2 separate regions of the Mus musculus genome follow, and region 1 is linked to region 2. A link is a contact called in public Hi-C data. All regions are on one chromosome and are shown on one strand. The core of a region is the stretch at or near the end of the contact, and the rest is flanking DNA. Distances in the headings are between cores, read along the strand shown. Region 1 holds the start of Cand2 (cullin-associated and neddylation-dissociated 2 (putative)). Region 2 overlaps Tmem40 (transmembrane protein 40).

What was found. Hi-C and Micro-C count contacts between places; a contact is called where the count stands out from the background.
Region 1: a contact with region 2 is called in a Hi-C map of embryonic stem cells, with 6 times the contacts expected there. The contact joins the promoter of Cand2 here to the enhancer-like site in region 2. A contact is called at or near these places in 12 of 39 promoter capture datasets (the C10 cell line, the HPC-7 cell line, Sertoli cells and 5 more), 5 of 15 datasets of contacts at CTCF or cohesin (CD8 T cells, the G1E-ER4 cell line, embryonic stem cells and 2 more), 137 of 484 Hi-C or Micro-C datasets (the 4T1 cell line, the 63-12 cell line, 8-cell embryo and 62 more), 29 of 115 datasets of contacts at active chromatin or transcription factors (CD8 T cells, the HPC-7 cell line, T-cell acute lymphoblastic leukemia and 15 more) and 6 of 9 other capture datasets (adipose tissue, embryonic stem cells, embryonic tail and 3 more).

The regions. Positions count from the first base shown.
Region 1 is chr6:115,771,480-115,779,089 of GRCm38.p6, reverse strand. It overlaps Cand2 (cullin-associated and neddylation-dissociated 2 (putative)), which reads right to left and starts at 4,533. Exons shown (of 15, transcript NM_025958.2): 1 at 4,412-4,533. The coding sequence starts at 4,479. It overlaps Mir7660 (microRNA 7660), which reads right to left and starts at 3,433; the gene lies at 3,371-3,433.
Region 2 is chr6:115,724,338-115,731,132 of GRCm38.p6, reverse strand. It overlaps Tmem40 (transmembrane protein 40), which reads left to right. Exons shown (of 12, transcript NM_144805.2): 10 at 52-126; 11 at 635-697; 12 at 1,449-2,002. The coding sequence ends at 1,468. Among named protein-coding and RNA genes, the nearest start is that of Gm24008, 3.9 kb to the right of the region's middle. Within about 2 kb of position 3,817, at least 4 of the 459 cell types and tissues checked have an H3K27ac peak or open chromatin away from gene starts, as enhancers often do. A contact at or near this core is called in differentiating embryonic stem cells and embryonic stem cells, where this site is marked.

The sequences.
Region 1 (7,610 bases), core at 3,284-5,783, 47 kb before region 2:
CCTCATGAGGCATCATTCCTGCTGAAATGAAGAGGGCAGAGCAGAGGACCTAGCTGGCTGCCCTCAGCTGTGTGAGGCTTACAAACATGTTTTCCCCTGGGTAAATTACTCACCAATATCTGAAGAGCATTAAAGTATTCTTCTAACTCCCAGAAACAGAAGATCTAAATATGACTTGGGTCTCTACCTAGTGCACTAACTGCAGAAGACTTCTCGGGACACCTGCTCCCACAGGCCACCATGCTTGCTAGCTCCTGCTCACACAGGAACGGGGACTTGAGTGGAAATGAGCCAGAGCAGGAGAGATGCTACAAAGAGGAGTCCAGACAAAGCCTGCTTCCCGTCTGTCACCACTAGAGTGGGGTCCCAGCCCTTACATTGCTGGCCCAGGTCTGCTGTTTGATATCATGGCCGCCCACAGAACCTGGAGGGACCCTGTCCATGCCACCATTTCTTAATTTTAACAGCTGGATCAGCCTGAAGCTGCTGAGAAAAGGCAGGAAGCTGAGCTGATAGAGAGGAAGGTACTATTGCTATCCCATCTACCACCCAGGCACTTTAGGATAAAGTTTGTTTGCTTTTGGACCTTGCTGAACTTCTGCTGCATGTGGCCCCAATGGGCCTGCCAAACTCCCATGCTCTCACTGTCTCAGTTAAGGTTTCTTCTGCTATGATAAAGATCATGACCAAAGCAACTTAGGTAGGAAAGGGTTTATGTCAGCTTACACTTCCACATCACAGTCTGTACTGGCTAGTTTTGTGTCAACTTGACACAGGCTGGAGTTATTACAGAGAAAGGAGCTTCAGTTGAGGAAATGCCTCCATGAGATCCAACTGTAAGGCATTTTCTCAATTAGTGATCAAGGGGGAAAGGCCTCTTGTGGGTGGGACCATCTCTGGGCTGGTAGTCTTGGGTTCTATAAGAGAGGAGGCTGAGCAAGCCAGGGGAAGCAAGCCAGTAAGAATCATCCCTCCATGGCCTCTGCATCAGCTCCTGCTTCCTGACCTGCTTGAGTTCCAGTCCTGACTTCCTTGGTGATGAACAGCAATGTGGAAGTGTAAGCCGAATAAACCCTTTCCTCCCCAACTTGCTTTTTGGTCATGATGTTTATGCAGGAATAGAAACCCTGACTAAGACACTATCACTGAAAGCCTGGAACTGAGACAGAGGCCGTGGAGGTTTAAAAGCATGTGCCACTACGCCCAGAGAGGCCATAGAGGAGCGCTGCTTACTGACATACAGGCACGAATGACTCTTCCAACTTGCTTCCTTATATCCCCAAGTCTATCTGCCCAGGGCCCTCATCACTCACAACAGGATGCACCCTCCCCAGTCAATCACTAATTTTAAAAAATGGACCACAGTCTATCTCTAGATCAATCTTATGGAGGCATTTTCTCAATTATGGTTCCCTCTTCTTAGGTGACTCTAGCTTGTGTCAACCTGACTTGGAAAACCAACTAGCGCACCCATCAAGAGTTTGATGCAGGGCTGGTGAGATGGTTCAGTGGTTAAGAGCGCCGACTGCTCTTCCGAAGGTCCCGAGTTCAAGTCCCAGCAACCACATGGTGGCTCACAACCATCCCTAACGAAATCTGATGCCCTCTTCTGGAGTATCTGGGGACAGCTACAGTGTACTTACATATAATAAATAAATAAATTAAAAAAAAAAAGAGTTTGATGCAAATGTTCCTGCTTCAGGGGTGATCCTGATCACCCTGACCAACACACACCTAAGCATTACAGTCTCCCTAGATAGTCACTTCAGGACTTTGCACCCCTCCTTGACAGCACTTTTCTCCCATACAGCGAATGTATGAGAACACTTCATGCACACACACCCACACACACACACACAGAAAGACATATAATATCCCCACATATATACACATACACATAATAACCCCCATACCATGCACATACACACACATATATGAATACATATACTTTCACACATGTACACACAAACAAACATACATACATAAATATATGCACATATCTTGCACACACATAAACACATGTGCGTGCACACATACTCTTGCTCAGCAGGCTCACATCTAATACTCCAAGCTCAGCAAGGAACAGGTCTGACAAGGGAGCAGGGTGAGGGCAGGAGAGTTTGTGCTCAACAGACCTTGAGCAGAGGTGTGGATCGAGGCCCCTTTTTGGAGTGTGTGTGTGTGTGTGTGTGTGTGTGTGTGTGTGAGACATATTAGATATCCTGCATCAAGTATTTACATTACCATTCCGAACAATAGCAAAATTATAGTTATGAGTAGCAACCAATTCATATTATGGTTGGAGGTCACCACAACACAAGGAACTGTATTAAAGGTGTGCAGTGTTAGGAAGGTTGAGAACCACTGGCTTAGAGCCAAGCGGCCTCGTGGAAACCCGAACCCAGAAATCAACATTCACAAATATACCGCAGCATTTCAAACACCTCAGGTCTGCAGACATCACTCTCAGAGGAAATGTCATGGTGCTGGGGTGGTGGGGATAATAATTTGACAAGCAAGAGCTCCAAAGCAGAGCGAGGCTTTAAGTAAACATACTTGTCTTATCAGTGAGGTAAAATTTGGCCAGCTGCCTCCTTAACCCCAAGCCTCGGTTTTTCCATGAATAAAACGGAAATTGTCTTTGCCCCTCTCCCACAGCATCCTTGAGGGTTTTAATAGGTCAATCTGAGCAAGCAGGCTCAGAGAGGTTACGAAGCACCAGCGTGAGGTAGGTCACCTGAATCCTCAAACAGCACTGCCTCAGTGAAAAAGGATTTGGACATCCCTGTCAGACCTCTCAAGTTCTTGGTTTTCTCTGTCAAGAGTCTGATCCCCAAATAAAACTGAGAACCAAGGCTGGCTGTCCCTTGCCTGGAACCCCAGTCAGACATTCCCCGCTGGGAACCATAAGCCATGGTCTCCTGCCATGTTGAGAGGCAGCACCATAGGACACTGGGACACATGGTGCCTGGACAGCTGGTGGGGGGCGGGGGTTGGGAGGAGGCTCAGGCTCTTGGTATTCAGACTTTTAAAAATAGAAACCATTCTCATATGCTCAGGGTGGTTTTAGGTGTCCTCAACGCTGCTGGCAGGGACAGATTTAAAGGGCTTCTCAGGCCCTGAGTGATAGAGCCAACTCCCTGATAGGCCCAGGAGTCATTCCCTCAACTCTGGCAGGCCATGTGACTTTGAGTAAGTCAAAGCCCCCTCCAGACTTCTGGAGAACAGAAAGAACTTGGGCCCAAAGAACAAAGAACAGTCTACCAGGACCTGCCCCGTTTCCCTGCACAGAGTCAGGACAACCATTCACAAAGCACTTACCTGCTACCTAAAGCACAAACAGCTAAGCTAAGGCTCAGAGGGCATGGAGTACTTTGCCCATCACTTACAGATCTAGTTAGTGATGGTTGCCGAGATCTGAAGCCAGGGCAAAGGATCCCAAGCCCTACTACCACTGTGGGGCTTAGGGCTGCACAGAGATTTTTGAGGACTGTATTTACAGGACACGGAAAAGGTCAGACCACACAAATAGGCTTCTGGCCCCTCCGGACTGGCTAGATTGGGAATCCCACTGACACCTCCAACTCTGCTTGGCCCTACCGTTAGCATTGTATCCAGGCCCTTCATGTCCCTGAACCTAATTTTCCCTGTTTGTAATCGGAGGGATAACTACTGTGACAGAAGACTCAGAATGGTGCACTGTCCTGTTGACTTGAGGGTCCACAACTGACCAACAACCCCTTTTTATCACTGAACCTCAGTTTCCCCTGCAAGAGGGGCTGCATCAGATATTCCCATTCCTCTTGCCAACTCTGTTCCTGTGTTTCTGTGGTGTTTGGAGAGGAGGATAGGAGAAAAAGAATGGGGGAGAGAGATAGCCCTCACCCCAACCTTTGCTTCCTGCTCTAAACCATCTTGGGAGAGGAGGGGAATAAGGAAGATGGGGTGGTGATGAGGGGCCAGGGAGAAAAGGCACGGGATGAAAAGAAAGAGATGAAAGAAAAGTAAAGTTTGTTAGGGTTAGGAGACCCGGTAGGGGTACAGGGTGCGGGGGATGGGGTAACCTAGAGACCGGGCAGAAGTGTGGGTCTCGGAAGATAGCCTTGGATGGAGGTTGTGCAGGGAAGCGGCCTGTTTCAATGAGGGTCAGAAGAGGACTGCACTGGGTTCCAAAGAGAGGCCGACGGGGACTTCACTGGAGAGCCTGGGGGGCGCCCAGTGTTGGGGACTTGAGAGGCCAGCACAGCAAAGGCGGGAAGAGGCTGGGGGCGGGGCTGCAGGCCCAGCCAGGCCCAGGCGAAGAGGCCGGGGGCTCCCACAGGGGTCCGCAGGGGGGGGGCAGGGGAGCAGAGGGGCGGCCGGGACAGGCTGAGACCCCTGAAAACGAGTCCCGAGCCCCCACAGGGCGCACCTGAAGTCTTTGTCGCTGGACGTCATCTTCTCCAGCAGGCTGGAGATGTAGAAGGCACCGGTACTCATGCTGGCTGCGCCGCGGGGTTGCGGGTCGAATCGAATATGGCGGCGCGGCCTCCCCTCCCCTCCACCACGCCCCCTCCCCCACCGGCCACGCCCCTTCTCTCTCTCTCTCTCTCTCTCTCTCTCTCTCTCTCTCTCTCTCTCTCTCTCTCTCTCTCTCTCTCTCTCTCTCTCTCTCTCTCTCTCTCTCTCTCTCTCTCTCTCTCTCTCTCTCTCTCTCTCTCTCTCTCTCTCTCTCTCTCTCTCTCTCTCTCTCTCTCTCTCTCTCCCCTCCTGTCCCGAGCAGGACTGAAGTAACGGGCCTGGCCCCCTCTCCTGGACAGCTCTGCTCAGCATGGGCACCAGCAGCTCACCACCCGGCCCTGACCACGCCTTCTCCCGATTGTGCCTTGAAGACCCCTTGACTTTGCTCTCTCAATGGCACTCATGCAAACAGGGACATGGGATGGCAATTCCAGATTCTACCAGGTTCCACACAGCCAAAGAACCTGAGATGAATTAAGGACGGACTTCAGGTTCCCAAAGCCGAGAGCAATAGCTGTTCCCTAAAGTTGATCACAGTTTTCCCCAGTTAGGAGGTGTGTGTGTGTGTGTGTGTGTGTGTGTGCGCGCGCGCGCGCGTAGATCTTTAGGGGGACTCTTTAAACTGGAAAGGAAGTGTCGCTTCAAATCTCTGCTACCTAGCTTGGGGAGTCACACAACCTCTGCTGGCTATTTTTAGTTACTCAAAGGAATAAAAGAAACCTTTATCTTTCTTGCTTTGTTTTGTTTTTTCTTTTTTGTTTTTGTTTTTGTTTTTTGAGACAAGGTTTCTCTGTATAGTAATTGCTGCCCTGAAACTCACTTTGTAGACCAGGCTAGCCTCAAACTCAGAGACCTGCCTGCCTCTTTCTCCCAGGTATTGAGATTAAAGGCATGCACCAAGACCCTGGTTAAGAAAGTTTTATCTTAAATGTATTAAAATTTCTGTTTTGGTTCTTCTCTACCACAGAGCCACACCCTCAGGTTGGTAAAAGGAAATCTAGGGGGCTGGGGTGTCTCATACCTGCAATTCCAGAACTTGGCAGGTGAAGGCAGGAAGGCAGGAGGATCAAAATTTCAACCTTGGCTACATAGATCCTGTCTTTAGAAAAAAAGATAAAGAAAGGAAGGATTTAAATGAGACATCTGCTACATCTTTGATTTCCGACTCCTAATCCAACTTCTCTTCCTCTAGATGACTGAACAGTGGCTACAAAGTCCCAAGCCTTGGAGGCTAGGGACCTCTACATTTCTCCTAGTCTTCTTGCTCCTGTCTCGCTCACACCTATGTGGCCATCCCAGAAGAAAGTCATTGTTTCATGAATGAGAAGGGGAGACAGCCCTTCAGGGGACTGTGAATACTCCCAGGGAGAAATATAGCAATCACTTGGCACCTTAGGCAGTTATTTAGTAAATGACAGTGGAGACAAAATTGGAATTTTTTACATTTTATCATTATTATTTATTTGTATTTTGTATCTAGGAGTTTCTTGCTCACATACACATATGTATATGTGTGTGTATATATATATATATATATATATATATATATATATATATATATGTGTGTGTGTGTGTGTATGTATGTATGCGTATGTATATATGTATATATATGTGTGTATATATGTATGTGTGTATATGTATATGTATATATATGTGTGTGTATATATATATGTGTGTGTATATATATATATGTGTGTGTATATATATATATATATATATATATATATATATTGCAGTACCCATGAAGGACAGAAGAGGGCAATAGACTCCAAGAAACTGTAGTTACCCACTGTTGTGAGCTGTCACATGCATACTGGGACCCCAGGACCTGTGCAAGAGCAATAAATGGTTTTAACTACTGAGCCATCTCTCCAGCCCCCTTTTTCATTTTTTATAACAATAGACTGATTTGGGTAAAGGTTGCTATTTCACTCCTCTGGTAAACCCTGTTTACAGTTCAGAGTTTCAGATCTTACTCCTTGAGCACTTAGTGGGACTCTGGAAGCCTGCATGTGTTGAATGAAAGCATGCGTTTTCTAACTGTAGAGTGCATCATCTTACATTGGATTTGTATTCCAATCAAACTTTTTAAAGTAATTTAAAGGTTTGTCTTATTTTATGTATATGAATGTTTAGCTTGCATGTATGTCTGTGTACCATGTGAATGCAGTACCCGAAGAGGCCAGAGGAGGGCGTCAGATCCCCTGGAACTAGAGTTATAGACGGTTGTGAACCACCATGTGGGTGCTGAGAATTGAACCCAGGTCCTCTGCAAGAGTAACAAGTGCTCAGGGCTGGCGAGATGGCTCAGTGGGTAAGAGCACTGACTGTTCTTCTGAAGGTCCTGAGTTCAAATTCCAGTAACCACATGGTGGCTCACAACCACCCGTAATGAGATTTGATGCCCTCTTCTGGTGTGTTTGAAGTCAGCTACAGTGTACTTATGTAAAATAATAAATAAATCTCTGGGCCTGAGCAAGCAGGGTTGACCGGTGTGAGCAGAGGTCCTAAAATTCAATTCCCAACAACCACATAGAAGGCTCACAACCATCTGTACAGCTACAGTGTACTCTCATACATAAAATAAATTAATAAATAAATCTTTTTTTAAAAGAAGAATAACAAGTGCTCTAAACCACTGAGCCATCCTTCTACCCATAATTAATTAACTAGTTAATTTTGGTTTCTCAAGACAGGGTGGGCTGGAGAGATGGCTCAGCGGTTAAGAGCACTGACTGCCCTTCTGAAGGTCCTGAGTTCAAATCCCAGCAACCACATGGTGGCTCACAACCATCTGTAATGAGATCTGAGATCTGATGCCCTCTTATGGGGGTGTCTGAAGACATCTACTGTGTACTTACATATAATAAATAAATGAATCTTATAAAAAAACCAAAAGACAGAGTTTCTCTGTGTAGCCTTGGCTGTCCTGTACTCACTCTGTAGGCTAGGCTGGAGTCAAACTCAGAGATCTGCCTGCCTCTACCCCTGCCCCTGCCCCTGCCCCTGGCCCTGCCTCTGCTTCTTGAGTGCTGGGCTTAAAGGTGTGCAACACCACCGCCCAACAGTAAAATCTATTCATTTTATGTGTTACAAAATTTAAATTTCCA
Region 2 (6,795 bases), core at 2,568-5,067:
CCTCCACTCCTACAATGAATAGCTAATTGTTGTCTCCTGGCTGCCTTGCAGACTGGTTCATGTCCCTCGGGGTCGGCCTGCTCACCTTTGCTTCTCTCGAGACCATTGGCATCTATTTCGGGCTCGGTAAGTGATCCTTCAAAAAACTACATAGCCCCGCAGGCTCCTGGAGGGGTGGCAGCTGGGCTGGCTGGCCATCACCCTCTAGATTGGCTAAGAGCCACAATCTAAACTTTTTTTTTTTAAAGTAAATTCCTCATGTTTGTATTTTCTTCCTGACCGCATTGTGAAGTCAAAGGGAGGTCATTGGCAAAACCTTGTGGAAAAAAGGGGTTAGTTCCACAAAAAACGGTTTGAAGTGGCAAACACACATAGCTCCTCAGATACTGAAAACAAGCAAGTAGAGCCAGAAATCGAGGTCGCGGGGTTTCCTGCCCCTGTTATTACAGCCTGTGATTCGTTTTCCGTGTAATAGCTGCAGCACTGTTATTGACGTTAGTCTGAAATTGCATGTTAAGGCTCTGTTTGCGTGGGGTGTGCTTTGGCTCTGGGGCAGCGGGGGAGTGAGCCTGACCCTGGGGCCCCTTAAGGGGCCACCGTCCTTACCAACATTTCCCCCTTGTTCTCTGAGCAGTGTACCGGATCCACAGCGTGCTTCAGGGCTTCATCCCCCTCCTTCAGAAGTTCCGGCTGCCAGGTAATGGTGCCGCACGTTTCCCCATCCAAAACCCTCTCCCGATTGGGGCTTTCTCCTTGGAAAAAGATCTGTCGTCTATGGAAAGTCCCTGAGTCAGGAGGCTCGGGTTCAAGTTCTGCCTGTGTCCTGTGACCCCCCCAGATAGCCCTTTTCTGTGCTGAGAATGGAATCCGAGACCTGCAGCACGCTAGGCAAGCCACAACCCAGCCGTCTGTAGCCTCAGGCTTCTCGGCTGGAAAGCTGGTGCATTTCTTACTGCACAGACTGTCCCTAAGTGAGGAAGCATGCAGAGGGGTGTCAGCATTGAAGAAAAGCCAGGAAGTCTGTACTCCTCAAATGCTACCTCCTCCCTGACTGTATTAAGTAACTTTGTAGTTTCCTTTGAGATAGCCTGGGCTAAAGAAGAGTCTCTATGAGTGTGTGTGTGTGTGTGTTGCTAGGATGGAACCCAAGGCTTCACACAGGCTAAGAAATTGCTCTACTGCAGAGCCATACCCCCACACATTGTCTTTGACCAGCAGCCCAGCGGCTTTGGACTTGATTGTATTGTGCCTCAGAGCCTAGAAGCCAGGGATGGTGTGTTTCTGTGCTGGAGATGGGAGTGGCAATATCTCCACAACTGTGAACCATGGGGGACCCACAGTGCCTTCAGAAAGAGTCCTTTGAGGCCATCCCTGTGATGTGTGGGCATTTGAGGTGGTGGTTGGAGCAAGACAGAGTCCTATGTCATTCGTCTGGCTTTGCCTTTCAGGGTTCAGGAGAACTAACTGAGATCACTGCCTGACAGCAGCTGAGCCAGTCCCCAATGTGACCACTGTAACCACTGCCATGCCTGAGCCCAGAAGACAGAACGACGCGCTGGAAGACACCAGAAGGCCACACAATAAAGAGCTCTTTCCTTCCACGTGATCTGAGTGTCGGCACCAGTGGGCAGGCTCTTGCTCTGCAGATTAACACGCAGTCTCCGTGGGGAAGAGAAGAGGGGATAGCGTCGGGTCAGCACGGAGGAGCTGGGATGCCATTGCTCATAGGTCAACATGAATCCTGGGTTCTGCAGGCTGGCATCTGCGGGCCTGGGTCTCTCTGGTGTCCTCAGGCCATGCCCAGGAGCTCACAGTTCCTGCAGAGCCTTCTTGGGACAGCCATTCTGAGGCAGGGAGCTACCAGGCTGGGTTCCCAGGGGAACTTGTTGCAGGTAAGACGCTGGGGACCAAAGCTGCGGACCCATCATAGCTGACCAACCCTGTTGCCCTTGGACTCCTAAAATCCAAATAAATTTTCTGTTCCTTGTGCTTAAAAAAAAAAGTCGACTAAATATTCCTTTAGATTTCTTCCCCACCCCACCCCTCCTCTTTTTTTTTTAAGGATTTTTTTTTCTTTAAATACAGGCTCTTATGTAGCCCATGCTGGCCTCAAACTCTCTATGCAGCCAAGACTAATGTTGAACTCCTGATCCTCCTGCCTTCACCTCCTGAATGCTGGGATCATAGGTATGTGCTACTGTACTACTGTACTGAGTGCCTTGAACCCTATGCCTCGTGCCTGGTAGGTGAGCTTGTTACTAGCTGAGCTGTATAGCCTTACAGTTCCTTTAGGTTTCTTGAGCATGAGAACACATCTGGAGATTCCATTGAATCCATCTAGATGGGGTGAGTGCTTATCCAATTGCATAGAGTATAAACCGAGAATGTACGTATAGTGGCTTGCAGAAAATTCAGACATCTTCTACACCGGTGAGGGTAGCAAACATTCTTGTAAAAAATACCAAATGTGTGTGTGTGTGTGTGTGTGTGTGTGTGTGTGTGTGTGAATGCTAGAGGCCTGGTTTGGTTAGAGCACTTGCCTCAAGTTCACACAGCTCTGGATTTATCCCAAGCACCCCACAAACTGAGCATGGCTTTGCGTGCTGGTAATCCTAGCATTCTGGAACTGGAGGCAGGAGGTTCAGGAGTTTAAGGCCAGCCTCAGCTACATAGGGAGTTCAAGAACAGTCTAGGTGAATGAGATCCTATGCCAAAAAGATAACTGGGGTGGTACAGCCCCCTGCCTGACCAGGAACTCACTCTGGTGACCAGGCTGGCCTGGAACTCACAGAGATTCACCTGCCTCTGTGTCTTGAGTGCTGAGATGGAGGGGGATCAACCTCCGGGATGTAAGCCTGGCCCTGTGCTTTCCTGCTGACTCGGCTATAGACTTTATATCAAGGGCAACCATGGCAAGCTAGAGAACACCCCAGGAGACCACACATGTCATCATGTGTCTGTAACTCCAGTGTTCAGGAAGCAAAGGCAGGAGGGTCATTGCAAGCTGGTGGCTAGTCTGGTCTACATAGGGCGTTCTAAACTGGAAATGGCTACTTAGTGAGATTTTCTTTTCTTTTTTTTCTTTAGGAGAAAAAAACAAAAAAGATGCTGGAACCTATTTCTTTGCAATCTAAGTTAAAAAGTTAAAAACCACACAGAAGGTGAGACCAGAGTAAGACTATAAAAATAATTGAGGCTTAGGAAAGATGGCTCAGTAGTTAAGGAAGGGGCTGCTTTTGCAGTGGAGCTGGGTTCAGCTCCGTGGTGGCAATTTGAATGACAGTGGCCCCTGTAAGCTCTTGTGTTTAGTGTTTTGTAAAGGATGAGAAGGTGTGGCCTGGGGGGGAGGAGGTGTGTCACTGGGGGCAGGCTTGAGGTTTCAAAAGCCAGGCACCTTTCCCACTGTGCATTTCTCTGCCTCCTACTTGGACACAGCTCTCAGGTAGCTCCTGCCACTATGCCTTTGCCCCACCATCATGGACTCTAATCCTCTGAAACTGTAAGCTCAAACTAAATGCTTTCTTTTGTAAATTGTCTTGGGCATGGCGTCTTATCACAGGAATAGAGAAGTAACTAAGGTAGTTCCCATCACCAATATGGTAGCTCACAGCTGTCGTATCTTCAGTGACTTCTGGTCTGCATGAACACTGTCACATAAATCAGAATGAAAAAAAAAACTTTAAAAATGAAATAGGGTTGGAGAGATGACCCAACAGTTAAGAGCACTTGTTATTCGTGCACAGGACCTGGGTTCAGTTCCCTGCACTCACTCATAAGGTTGCTGACAGACATTGGTAACTCCAGTTCCAGGTGATCTGCTGCCATCTGCTGGCTTCTTCCAGCACTGCACACATGTAACCTCCAAGGATAGATGAGGCACACATGTGGTACACAGACAAACATTCAGACAAAGCACTCATACACAGAAAACAAATCTAAAAAGAAATAAAATTATTTCTTTAAATCTTTTATTAAAATCTAAAAAGAAATAAAATAAGAATTTAAGATAGGATTACCACATGACCCAGAAGCTTCACTTCTGGGAATATATGCAAAAGATATTTTAAGAACTATTTGGGGCTGGTGAGATGGCTCAGCGGGTAAGAGCACCCGACTGCTCTTCCAAAGGTCTGGAGTTTAAATCCCAGCAACCACATGGTGGCTCACAACCATCCGTAATGAGATCTGACGCCCTCTTCTGGTGTGTCTGAAGACAGCTACAGTGTACTTACATATAATAAATAAATAAATCTTTAAAAAAAAAAGAACTATTTGGACACCTGCATTCACAACAGAAATGTTCACAATAGGCTAGTTGTAGGAATAGACCTATAGTCAGCACTCAGGAGGCTGAGCCGGGAAAGTCACTAGCTTGAGGCTAACCTGGGCTCTATAGCAAGATCCTATTTCAAAATGCCAAAATTATAAAAATGATAAAACAAAACAAACAAACTTTAGAGTCTGAAGAGATAGTCCATTCAGTAAGATGCTTGCCAGATAACCATGAGGCCCCAGATTTGATCCCAGCACCCACATAGAAAGCAAAGTGTGATATGTAGTACCAGCCCTCGGGGGTGGGGAGAAAACAGGTGCCTACCGTCCAGCTGGGTAACCAGTCAGCCCCTCGTCTTAGTAAGAGACTCTGTCCCTGACATAAAGAGACTGACTTCAGACTGCTGTGCATAACTGTGCACACACACAGCCGGGCGTGGTGGCGCACGCCTGTAATCCCAGCACTTGGGAGGCAGAGGCAGGCAGATTTCTGAGTTCGAGGCCAGCCTGGTCTACAGAGTGAGTTCCAGAACACCTGGGGCTACACAGAAAAACCCTGTCTCGAAAAAACAAAAAAAACAAACAACAACAACAACAAAAACTGTGCACACACATGAACATACTCACAAGTCCATACAAAACTCAAAACCTTTTAAAATTTAAGAAGAAAAAGAATTGAAGAACCAGGTGTGACAGAAACCTTTAATCCCAGCACTTAGCAGGCAGTGGTAGGAAATAGTTCTGTGAGTTCTAGGCCAGCTGGGCTATAGAGCAAATCCCTAACTCAACAAAGCAAAACAAAATGTTTTAAGGGGCTAAAAGGGGGGGCTGGTGAGATGGCTCAGTGGATAAGAGCACCTGACTGTTCTTCCGAAGGTCCGAAGTTCAAATCCCAGCAACCACATGGTGGCTCACAACCACCCGTAATGAGATCTGATGCCCTCTTCTGGTGTGTCTGAAGACAGCTACAGTGTACTTACATATAAGAAATAAATAAATCTAAAAAAAGGGGGGTGCTAAAAGGGTCAGTGGTTGAATGTTTGCCTGGTATACAAGAGATCCTGGCTTTGAATACCCAGCACTCAAAACAAAGAAAATAAAAAGGTAAAATCTAGGAAGATGGAGAGATGGCTCAGAGGTTAAGAGCACTGACTCCTCCTTCAGAGGAACCACATGGTGGCTCACAACCATCTGTAATGTGACCTGATGCCCTCTTCTGGTGTGCATGAACGCAGCTATGGTGTACTCAAATAAATTGAATAAAAGGAAAAAAATCTATGTTTTACCTTGTATTTTTTCAACCTCAGCTTATTAGTGACCATAAAAGCAGGACATGACCGATAGGTTGAAACCCCCTAGGCATGGGACAAAGCCAGAGGAAGATGGAGGACACAGTCATTTTGGTCCTTGGCAGCCTGGATGCGTCAGAGAGAGGCTAGTTCAGCGCTTTATGCTCCCAGGTCTCCCAGCTCCGCCAAGGGTCTGAGTGGCGCACTCCCTCCCAGCCCAGTCCAGCAGTGACCTTGATGGTTCTCAGGGCCTCTGTACCACCGGAGCTTGGGCGCTGGTTACATCTCAGGCTATGGATTCCAGGAGCTCCCGTCCAAAGTGGGGTCTAAAAGAAAGCATGGAATCCTGAACTGGGCAGACAGGACTGGAAATGAAGGGGCGTTGGCCCTTGGCTGTCCTGGACCCTGGTCATCGAACTTGTGCAGTCATCCACCCACAGGCCAAAGGAACACTGAGTGTGCGCGGAGACCATGCAGGTCAGCCGACACCGGGGGAAAAGGTCAAGCCCGGGAGAACAATGACAGCTGTTTGTCTCAGTTTCCTGAAAGGGACCCAGTTCACATGTTGCTGTTCCCCAAGGCTGAGTGTTGAATGCTTGGTCCTCTTGGTGGAACTACTAGGAAGTGGTGAAATAGTGAGACAATGGAGCCTACAGAGCCTACCAGTGGGTAGAGGATTGTATACCAAGATGGCTTTAGAAAGATCTCTCTAGCTATTCTCTTCAGGCTGTGTGAACAAGACCCTGGTCCTGTAGACAGATCTCCAAGATCAGGATCAGAACTGACCAAGGCCACACTCGGCCTTGGCCACACTGGAACAGAGGGATCCTGAGGCAGACCCATGCCTGGAGACGCAGACACCTCTGACACTCACCTTTAGCTCACAGACTCCCTAATATGGCAGATGGACACACTCACCTTAGGTGGCAAGCAGAGACCTCTCCCACATACTCCCCCCTACCACTCTCCCAACCTGAGGACTTCCAGGATAGCCTTCTGTGGGCCTGGGCACCAGAGGTTTTCCACGGAGATCTCTGTCCAGGCTAGGTGTGAGGGTTCCAGCAAAGAGAAGTGAGTGCAGGCAGGGAGACAAGTCTCTGTGGTGCCTTCCAGGTCGCTTGGTAACTCCAGCTGAGTTGGGTTGGGCTGGGCCAATGAGAAGCCTATCCAGTGAGGAGTGTGGTGGGACCTCAGGTGGCTCTTCAGGAGAGAAGATCTCTTCCCAATGTCACAG